3 separate regions of the Sus scrofa genome follow, and regions 2 and 3 are each linked to region 1. Evidence: chromatin contacts called from public Hi-C and promoter capture Hi-C data. All regions are on one chromosome and are shown on one strand. The core of a region is the stretch at or near the end of the contact, and the rest is flanking DNA. Distances in the headings are between cores, read along the strand shown. Region 1 holds the start of SOWAHC (ankyrin repeat domain-containing protein SOWAHC). Region 2 holds the start of ARID5A (AT-rich interactive domain-containing protein 5A). Region 3 holds the start of LOC100521082.

What was found. Promoter capture Hi-C pulls out the DNA fragments that hold promoters and counts their contacts. Hi-C and Micro-C count contacts between places; a contact is called where the count stands out from the background.
Region 2: a Hi-C map of skeletal muscle shows a contact between it and region 1, with 5 times the contacts expected there. The contact joins the promoter of ARID5A here to the promoter of SOWAHC in region 1. A contact is called at or near these places in 3 of 47 Hi-C or Micro-C datasets (epiblast stem cells, heart right ventricle and skeletal muscle).
Region 3: a promoter capture Hi-C map of liver shows a contact between it and region 1, with 3 times the contacts expected there. The contact joins the promoter of LOC100521082 here to the promoter of SOWAHC in region 1. A contact is called at or near these places in 1 of 5 promoter capture datasets (liver) and 2 of 47 Hi-C or Micro-C datasets (heart right ventricle and liver).

What each region holds. Positions count from the first base shown.
Region 1 is chr3:46,545,650-46,548,766 of Sscrofa11.1, reverse strand. It overlaps SOWAHC (ankyrin repeat domain-containing protein SOWAHC), which reads right to left and starts at 1,541. Exons shown (of 2, transcript XM_021088390.1): 1 at 1,464-1,541; 2 at 1-1,323. The coding sequence starts at 1,541. SEPT10 (septin-10) reads left to right here and starts at 2,090. Exons shown (of 11, transcript XM_021087089.1): 1 at 2,090-2,209. The coding sequence starts at 2,183.
Region 2 is chr3:46,712,853-46,715,805 of Sscrofa11.1, reverse strand. ARID5A (AT-rich interactive domain-containing protein 5A) reads left to right here and starts at 1,685. Exons shown (of 6, transcript XM_021087092.1): 1 at 1,685-1,797.
Region 3 is chr3:46,380,288-46,383,156 of Sscrofa11.1, reverse strand. It overlaps LOC100521082, which reads left to right and starts at 1,346. Exons shown (of 2, transcript XM_003124818.4): 1 at 1,346-1,906; 2 at 2,479-2,582. The coding sequence starts at 1,408. The coding sequence ends at 1,767.

The sequences.
Region 1 (3,117 bases), core at 292-2,791:
ATTGGACTTGGGTCTCAATTTGAATGAGGATGAGTGGCCTTTGAGAGACCGGTCCTCCTCTATGTCTTCCCCTTCCTCCAGGGGCTGCTCCGGGTCTCTGAAAGAGGGTGTGGTGTGGATGATCTGGGTTCGGAAACGGATTTTGTTAAGTCTGGGCTTCATCCGCCCACTAGTGCTGCCTGAGGCTTTGCGACTTGGCTCCTTTGCTTTGCCCGCAGCCGGTCCCTCAGCCAGGTGGTGGTGGTGGTGGTGGTGGTGGTGGTGATGGTCCCCGCTGTCCTCCAGGGCGTGGGAGTGCCTGCCGGAGATGAGGTGCGATGGCAGCACCTTCGAGAGCCTCCAGCGCCCTCCCCCGCTGCCCACGTTGCTCTCGCCATCGTCCTCGTCCAGGGCGCCCACCAGGGTCCGGATCTCCTCGGCGGTACTCGGGCTCAGGTACTGCGAGGCCTTCCTGCCGCTGTAGTCGCGCACGTCTACGTCCGCGTCGTAGGCCCCGACCAGCAGCTTCACCACCTCCACGTGCCCGTGCATGGCCGCCAAGTGCAGTGCGGTGTAGCCACAGCTCGTGCGCGCGTTGATGTTCACCGGCAGCCGGTGCTGGCCCGCGAAGCGCACTAGCAGGGCCAGCAGCTCCTGCCGGCCGTGCTTGGCCGCCCAGTGCAGGCAGGTAAAGCCGGTGATGAAGTCGCGCTTGGCCAGCAGGCCGGGCTCACAGGCCAGCAGCCCCTCCAGGCTGTCCCAACGACCGTCGGCGGCCGACAGCATCCACGCGTGCTCCAGAGGGTCCAGCGTCAGCGCGCCCGCGCTCTCCTCCTCGGTCCCGCCGTCCGCGCCCCCCGGGCCGCGCCGCAGCTGCGGTGAGCCTCCCGCCGCCGGGTCCCGGGGCGCCGGGCGGCCCGGCCGCGGCCCAAGGGGCGCATCACTCGGCGCCTCGGGCCTCCCGCCTTCCTCCGCGGGGCCCCCGCGGGGCCGCCTCCCGAGGGGCGCGCTCGGGATGCCGTCCGCCGGGTCTGAGGGGTCGGTATCCACGTACCCCGGCTCCCTGAGACGGCCGCGGGCGCCCGCGCGCAATTCGGGAGTCCCGCCCAGGGCGCCTCCGACGGGTTGCTCCAGCTCGGCTGGCGGGGCCGGGGGTCCGCACTCCGCCGGGCTCTCCATCCCCGCCCGAGTACCTGGCTTGCTAACCACCAACTCGGCCCGCTGCTCCTGAGAATCCTCGCGCGCCCCGCAGCGGCGGACTAGCTGCCACCGCCCCCAAGCCGCGCCCGCGGGCACGCCTCCGCCTGCCGGCCCCGCCCACTTCCGGCCGTCCCCGCGGGCCGCCTCTCAAGTCCGACGGGCCCCGCCCCGGTCCGTCCCCAAGAGGCCGGGATCTGTGCTCTAGTCCCACATGCCACGGCCCACCCGCTTCCGGTTCCCGAGCGGGTTTTAGTGACCGTTCCTTCCAGGGAACACGCCCTGACCCCGCCCACTTCCGGTCCCCGCGCGGGCCGCAATCTGTGCTCAAGCCCTGCCTCGGCGATGAGGAACCGTGGCGGCATTTTTGCGGGTCTTTTTCCTCAGGTCCTGAGTGTGCTCCATCCCCTCCTCTGCACTGACTGGTCAACTTCTAAAATGTCCGGGCTCTTCTGTAACAGGCCCACTTCGCGTGCGCGTGGCCTGCCGCGGCCCCCAGCCCACTGAGGCCACTGGACCTCTCCCCTCGGATCCCCTCCCCTCACCTCCTGGACCCCGCCCAGCCCCTCGCGTCACTGAAGCTACTGGACCCCTCTCCTCCCTCCATCCCGGGCTCCGCCCCTTTCCCCGGTCCCCTGCGCCATTCCGCCCGGCCCCCCCGCATCACTGAGGCCGCTGGACCAGTCTGCGGCCATCCCCGCCCCGCCTCTCCCTCCCGGGCCCCGCTCCTCGCCCCGCCCCCCGCGCCATCCGGCCTTGCCCCTCGGAGTCCCTGAGGCCACTAGACCCGCTTCGGCCATCCCCTCCCCGCCCCTCCCGGGCCCCGCCCCTCGCCCCACCCCCGCGCCATCCGGTCAGCTCCTCGCGTCACTGGGGCCGCTGGACCCCGCCCCTCCCGGCCCCTCCCGCCCCGCCCCTAGCGTCCCTCTGCCGCCGGCCGCCTAGCTCCGCCGGGAGCTGCCGCCGCGCCTCCCTGGCCCTCCGCCCGCCCAGCCCCGCCCGGACCATGGCCTCCGAGGTGGCGCGGCACCTGGTGAGTCCGCCAAGCCTACCCCACCCACCCCTGGACCCCCGCCCTCTTGTCTTGGCCCGCGGTCTGGCTGCCTCGGCGGGGCAGAACCGCTCCCTCCCCCCGGCCCCTCCCGGCTCTCGGCGGCCGGGGCTTTGCGGGGCTTCCCGTCGTCCCCGAAGTTGAGTCTGCAAGGAGGACGGTTTCTGTAACGGTCCCGGACGGACGAGAGCAGGGTGGACCCCTGACCCTGCGCGCTGGGCTCGGCCTCCCTGGCCCCAGTTAGAGCGGGTGTGGACCTCCTTGGGATTGGAGCCTTTTTTTCCCGCCTGGCGCCCTTGTGCGTTAAGAGAGCACGTGTGACTAATTTGTTCGGCGTCCTCTACCTTTTACGTTCCTTTGTACACTGACCTCATTTCAGAGTTAGCCCGGGGCTGGCATGGCAGTGCCAGAGTAGTGCCTGGCGATGCCGCTTCAGAGTAAGCCAGTTACGTTCATTGCATGGAGTTTTCCAGATGCCACGCGCTGTGGAAGGACCGCACCACTCTGAGGGCTGTGTATTTTGAAAGTTTTATTTTAACTTATGATGCTGTAACTCTCATGGTTGTATTCTGTGTAAAGAAAAGCTCTTTACGGCCTGAGACCAAAAAGTTGGAAAACTGCTGGTTTAAGCAATCTCCTAGACCAGAAGTTTAGCTTCTAGGAACCTGAGAGGTTGGGTGATGTGTTCAAAATCCCAGAGCCGGTTTCTCTCATGGAGCCTAGAGGGGGATTTTCCTCCTGATTCAGCCTAGGTCTTTTTCCTGTCTGTCCTGTGTTTAGAGAAGTCTCAGCTTTTCTGTCTGGACTGCCTTGTTAGAGTTGCTGTGTGCACGTGTGGGCGAGGAAAATGTGTTTTATAAATCTTGGTTCAGAGTGAACTTTAATCAGAG
Region 2 (2,953 bases), core at 436-2,935, 170 kb before region 1:
AGCCCAAATGCCTGGGTGTAGCTCAGGCTCCACCACTTACCAGCCATCTCACTTGAGCTAATTAACCTTCAGAACCTCAGTTTTACTCTGTAAAATGATGACAATGATGGTGTAAATGAAATGCAAAGAGCTCTTTGTATTAAGCTAATCAAGAGAGAAATGGACAAAACACTGTAAATCAACTATAATGGAAAAAATAAACTTAAAAAAACCCCTAATCAACAGAAGTTCCTGTTCTGGTTTAGCAGGTTAAGAATCCCCCTAGTATCCATCCGTGAGGATACAGGTTCAATCCCTGGCCTCGCTGGGTTTAAGGATGCTGCATCGCCACAAGCGCTTGGATCTGGTGTTGCTGTGGCTGTGGTGTAGGCTGGCAGCAACAGCTCCAATTCCACCCCTAGCCTGGGAACTTCCATATGCCTCAGGTGTGGCCCTAAAGAAAAAGAAAAAAAAAAAGAAAAAATTAATCAACAAAAATCTGTGCGTGCCTACTTTGTGTTAGGAACAGGGCTCGATGCTGAGAGCGTGGATCTTTTTTCAAATTGTGGTGAAATATATATAACATAAAATTTACCATTTTAACCATGTTTAAGCATACAGTTCAGGGATATTAAGTATATTCATATTGTTGTGCAACCATCCCCACCATCCCCCTCCTGAACCTTTTCATCTTGCAAAACTGAAACTCCGTGCTTATTAAACACTAACTCCCTATTTCCCCTCTCCCAAGCTCCTGGCAAAGAACCATCCTATTTGTTTCTATGAATTTGACACCAGTACTTTATGTAAGTGGAATCACACAATATTTGTCCTTTGTGTCTTTTTTTTTTTTTACTTAATATCTTGTCTTCGAGGTTCATCCATGTTGTATGTGTTGGAATTGTCCTCCTTTTTAAGGCTGAGTGATATTCCATTGTATGTCCATATCGCAGTTAACCCATTCATCCCTCAGTGGACACTGGGTTGCTTCCACCTTTTGGCTACTGTGAATGATGCTTCCAGACCTTGGGCTCTCAAACCTGAGCCTCAGATGTGACTTGGACGGTGGAGTGAATACAGCCAAAGCCCTGCTGCAGTTGGCTCAGCATCTCCTCAGGCCCATGCTCCATCAGAAGCTTCACTCTCATCTCCCCAGAGCCATGCCCTCTCTTTAGATGGCTCACTTTGTAGCTGCCCTATCTTTGAGACATTGTGGACACTAGCCACTGCCAGCAGGTTTCCTGTCCCAGGCATTTCTGGGACCCCACAGAGCTTTAGCCAAGGATGTGCTAATTCGGTCTGGGGTCCTCATTCAGCTAATACCAACCATCTCTACTTCTGTGTTGGGCTAGGAGGGACAGTGGGAGATATCTTCCGCCTAGTTCAAGTCAGAAGCACTTTGTTCACTGCCCCATTGCCCTACGGAGGGAGCAAGGAAGATTTTTCCAAGACTCGAGTTTTGCTTCCGTTGGCACCAGGCAGCAGTGACTCCAGGCTGTCCTGCCTGAGCCCCTCCAGGTGGGAAACCTACTTCTGCAGCCCAGGTCGCTGAGCCTGGGGAGTAAGAAGAGCACACTACAACTCCCAGAGTTCCTCAGGCTCGGGGGGCGGCCCCCTACCCCTCGGGGGAGAATCGGACCCGCCAACCGGAGCCCACAGTGGGACAGGGGCGGGGCCAGGCAGGGCTGGGCGGGGCGGGGCCACGGGGAGGCGGCTGGCGATCCGTGCCTCCAGCCAGTTGCGCGCAGAGCGCAGAGTAGGGACGTCGGTCTGTGCGGAGGGTCTCGGCAGGCGCCGCGGCACCTCGCTGGGCCATGGGTGAGTGTCTCTGCGGCCCGGGACGGGGGTGGCGGCCCCGCGGGATGGGGAGGTTGCTGTGCCAGGTCAGCCCCGGTGCTCGTAGTCGTAGGTGCTGCCTTGGGGGGCGGAACCCGGCGGAGGAAGGACTCGGGGGGCGAGGGCGTGGGGACCTAGCCTGGCCTGGGGCACCCGCGCCCTCTGCCCGGCGCGGGAGGGTGAGGCCGGGTGTCGGCGCGTGCTCTTCGAAAAAAGGAAAGACAAAAAGTTTTGGCGGCCTGGGGCTTCCCGGGCGTTTATCTCGAAACTCTTCTCGTCGTCTCTTGACTGAAATTTACCAAGTCCTGTACGGTTCTGTCATCCCACTTCCTGCTGTGGTTTCAATCTCGAGCTGGTCTCAGCTAATTTGTTGTGACAGCTGTCCGCAGCAGTTCTCTGCCTGCAGCACCCCCCCGCCGCCCTCCCACCCCCTCCCCCGTCACATCCCGGCGGTTCTCAGAACCCGCCGGCGCCGCCGAGAAGAGGCACCCGGGTCCTTTGGGCGCGCGGGGCGCTTTCCACTGGCGGCCGCTGTTTCCTGAAAGTGACTCTGCGCGGATTTTGAAGAACTTGCTCAATGCATTTTGAAGAATCAACTGTTCCTCTTTCAGCCGATCCTTCGGCGGTTACCCGCTCCTCGCCCCCTACCCTTTCTCTTTTCTCTTCCTTTTTTTTTTCTTTTCTTCTCTAGTCTCTCTTCTTGTCTCCGGTCCACCCTCCTCTGCCCCCCACCTCCGGCAGAAAAGAAGTAGCTTCACTCTTTGTTCCTCTTTCCTTTATTTCTTTTCTATCCCCTCGGGTCTTCAGAAGGGACAGGGTGGCTCCCCGGGAGTGACGCTGGCGAAGAGCAGAGATGCGCGGTGCGGGCTGCGAGCGTCAGAGGAGAGGTGTTTGGCTTCGACCTCAGTCTGAGCCGTGGACCACAATCCGGCGGCTGCCTCACCAGGGTCCCTGCGCACAGTGTTCTGGGGGCGCGGCTGGGCCAGGTGCACGTCCTCCAGCCCCAGGGACGCTGGGGTAGGGGTGGGGATGGCCAGTGCTGCACTCGGGAGGGCTCAGGGTGTGGGTGTGGGGTCACAGGGCTGGTCAGACCCAGGTTCCCTTTGTTCGCGAGGTCGTCAGCTAGTGAGCAGGGGTC
Region 3 (2,869 bases), core at 97-2,596, 170 kb after region 1:
CTAACTCTGTAGAGAGGCTACGTCTGGCGCCCTGCTCCAGAACAGTTCAGGCTCCACATTCTGGTTCCCCTTTCATGCCTGTATCTGTTTCTGTTGCTGAGTAACAAATTAACACAACATACATCTATAATCTCAACTTTCCAATAGGCCAGGGGTCCAGGCACACAGGTCCTCTGTTAGGTTCTTTTTTTTTTTTTTTTTTTTTTTTTTTTTTTTTTTTTTTTTTTTTCAAGTGACCGCACCTGCGGCATATGGAAGTTCCCAGGCCAGGGGTCGAGCCACAGCCACTGTAGAAGCAACGCCGAGTAGTTATGTTGTGAGCCACACGGGAAGTCCCTCTGTTAGGTTCTTACAAGACTACAATCAAGGCATCAGCCAGGCTGTCTTCTCACCTGGAGGCTGCACTGGGGAAGAAGGGACTTCCAAGCTTATTCATATTGCAGGCAACATGAATTTCCTTACAGTAGAATGACTGAGGACTTTTTGCTGGCTGTTGGCGGGAGGAGGCATGTCACTGTTCCTAGAGGCACCTGTAGTTCTTTGCTACATGAGCTTCTCCAACACCTTTGCTTACTTCATCAAGCCCATAAGGAGAGTCTTAAGTCTGTTGAGAAGTTTTAGATAACATAAATGAATCACAAGAGTAACATCCCAGCAAGTCACAGATCCAGCCCTTACTCAAGGGGAAGGACTTACACAAAGGTATGAACTTCAGGAGGTGGAAATCCTTGGAGATCACCTTAGAATGTGACCACCAGAATTGGTTTTCATCATTAGAATTTGTCTTCCCTCTATCCCAACAACTCTGACCCAGTTTCAGTTCTGGAATAGTGTAGCCCTCTAGGCTTTGCTGTCACATATGTGACTAGCATGGCTGAGGCACTGGTTACTTAAATTATAAAAACATTTTAATGAATTTAAATTTAATTTGAAAACTGATACTCAACTCAGTTATCAGAGAAATTTTCCATGCGTTTGGAACAAAGAGGGTCTAAGAGTCTAATCTTTCAACTAAATTTTATGAAATCTAGATACTGGTTAAGTATCTCCACTGAAAATTTAGTGTTCAAACTGAGATGTGTTGTTAATTATAACACCTACAGCAGATTTCAAAGACTTAGTATTTAAAAACTCACCTCATTAATAGCTTTTATATCGATTACATGTGCAAGGATAACTTCCTCTATGTATTGAGATAAGTAAAATACAGTATTAAAAGTAAATTCATCTGTGTCTTTTTTTTTTTTTTTTTAATAGGTTGCCAGAAAATTTAAAGTCACACACTTGGCTGGAATACTACTGCTGAGAGAAAATACAAAGAGGATGAGCTGACGCACCACCGAAGTTAGCTAATAATGCAAGGCAGCATCTGATGGAACGTCAAACAATAAAATTGTGGGGCCTCCGATGAGGGAAAGACGGAGGCTTCCAAGACCAGCCAAGCTTTCCGTGGAAGGCGAGTCTGACGAATTTGTGCGTCCAATGAGGCGCAGCTGGACGTGCCTGGCACGCAGGCTCCGCGCCCCGCCCCTGACCGCGTTGCGCTTTTTGACCCCGCCGTCCCGCCGTAGGCAGCGCTGCACGCCCGGAGCAGCGATGGCGGATGTGTCAGAGAGGACACTGCAGCTGTCAGTGCTGGTTGCCTTCGCTTCTGGAGTGCTCCTGGGCTGGCAGGCCAACCGGCTGCGGAGGCGCTACCTGGACTGGAGGAAAAAGAGGCTGCAGGACAAACTGGCGGCGACGCAGAAGAAGCTGGACCTGGCCTGAGATCCCCGCATTGTCGATCCCCGCCGGCCCCCACGCGGCCACCTCGAGGCCGCCTCTCTCCCGCGCTGGGGGCTCCGGCGGCCGAAGCCAGGCTCGCCTCAAGCTCTCCGCCCGCCGTGCCAGGCTCTTCCCGGAATCGGTGAGCAGTACTTATAGCGGTACTCTAAGGGGAGGCTTTGGGGACGGACGGATATCTTGGAGCAGAAGGGACTTTGGAGAGTCCATAGGAGGTGACTTGCCCCCACAAACACCAGACAGAGGAGGGAAGTTTCCCTAATAGCTCGCACTTGGGTGTCTAGTTCAGTTCACTGCGTGTATTTTACGGGAGAATCTTAGCAGGCGCAATGTTGTTGCACCTTGACATTAAACTTCAAAACGGTAAACACAGGAAAAAAACACCCTAGAGTGTTCCTGTCACTTCCTTATCAGTTTATTTTTATTTATATTTTTGGTAGCACCATAGTACATCTTTTTATTCATGCTGTGTCATCTCCACTGTGCTGGTCAAGTGGAAAGAGGAGTGGCTTGGAAGTAAGGAGCCTTGCATCTAGTCCTGGCTTTTTCATCAGAGCTGTGCAAATTTTCCAGAGTCTTAGTTTTCTTATCTGCAACACCAAATCTTATTCTTCATGATTTAACTAAACAGTAGAATAATTTGAAGTTAACGATTATGTATTACTAATTTTTATTTCTCTTTTCTGTTTTCAACAGCTTGTTGAAGATGGATACAGAGCATTGGACAGAAATAGTTTCTCCTTGCACTTTATGAATCTATTTTATTTTTAAAATAAAAAGTTCAAAGATGTTTAAACTTTTATTATTATTATTATTATTATTAAAGGAAAAGTATCTTGCCTGCTGTGCAGCTTACTGAATTGAGAGATCTGGATTCTCAAAACTGATATATTAGTGGTTTTGATCAGATAACTTGTTTTTTAAGGATTGGGTGCTAGTTCCTTGGTACAGTTGCAAAGCAGAGTTGGCCTGGAGACAGCTGAATCTTTTTGGCCAGCTGTTTTACTGGAACTGGTCAGGAAAACAAGGGACTGTAAAAATAAATGAAGTAAAGGCGGTGTATGTAAGACCTTTGCACTTCCAAGAG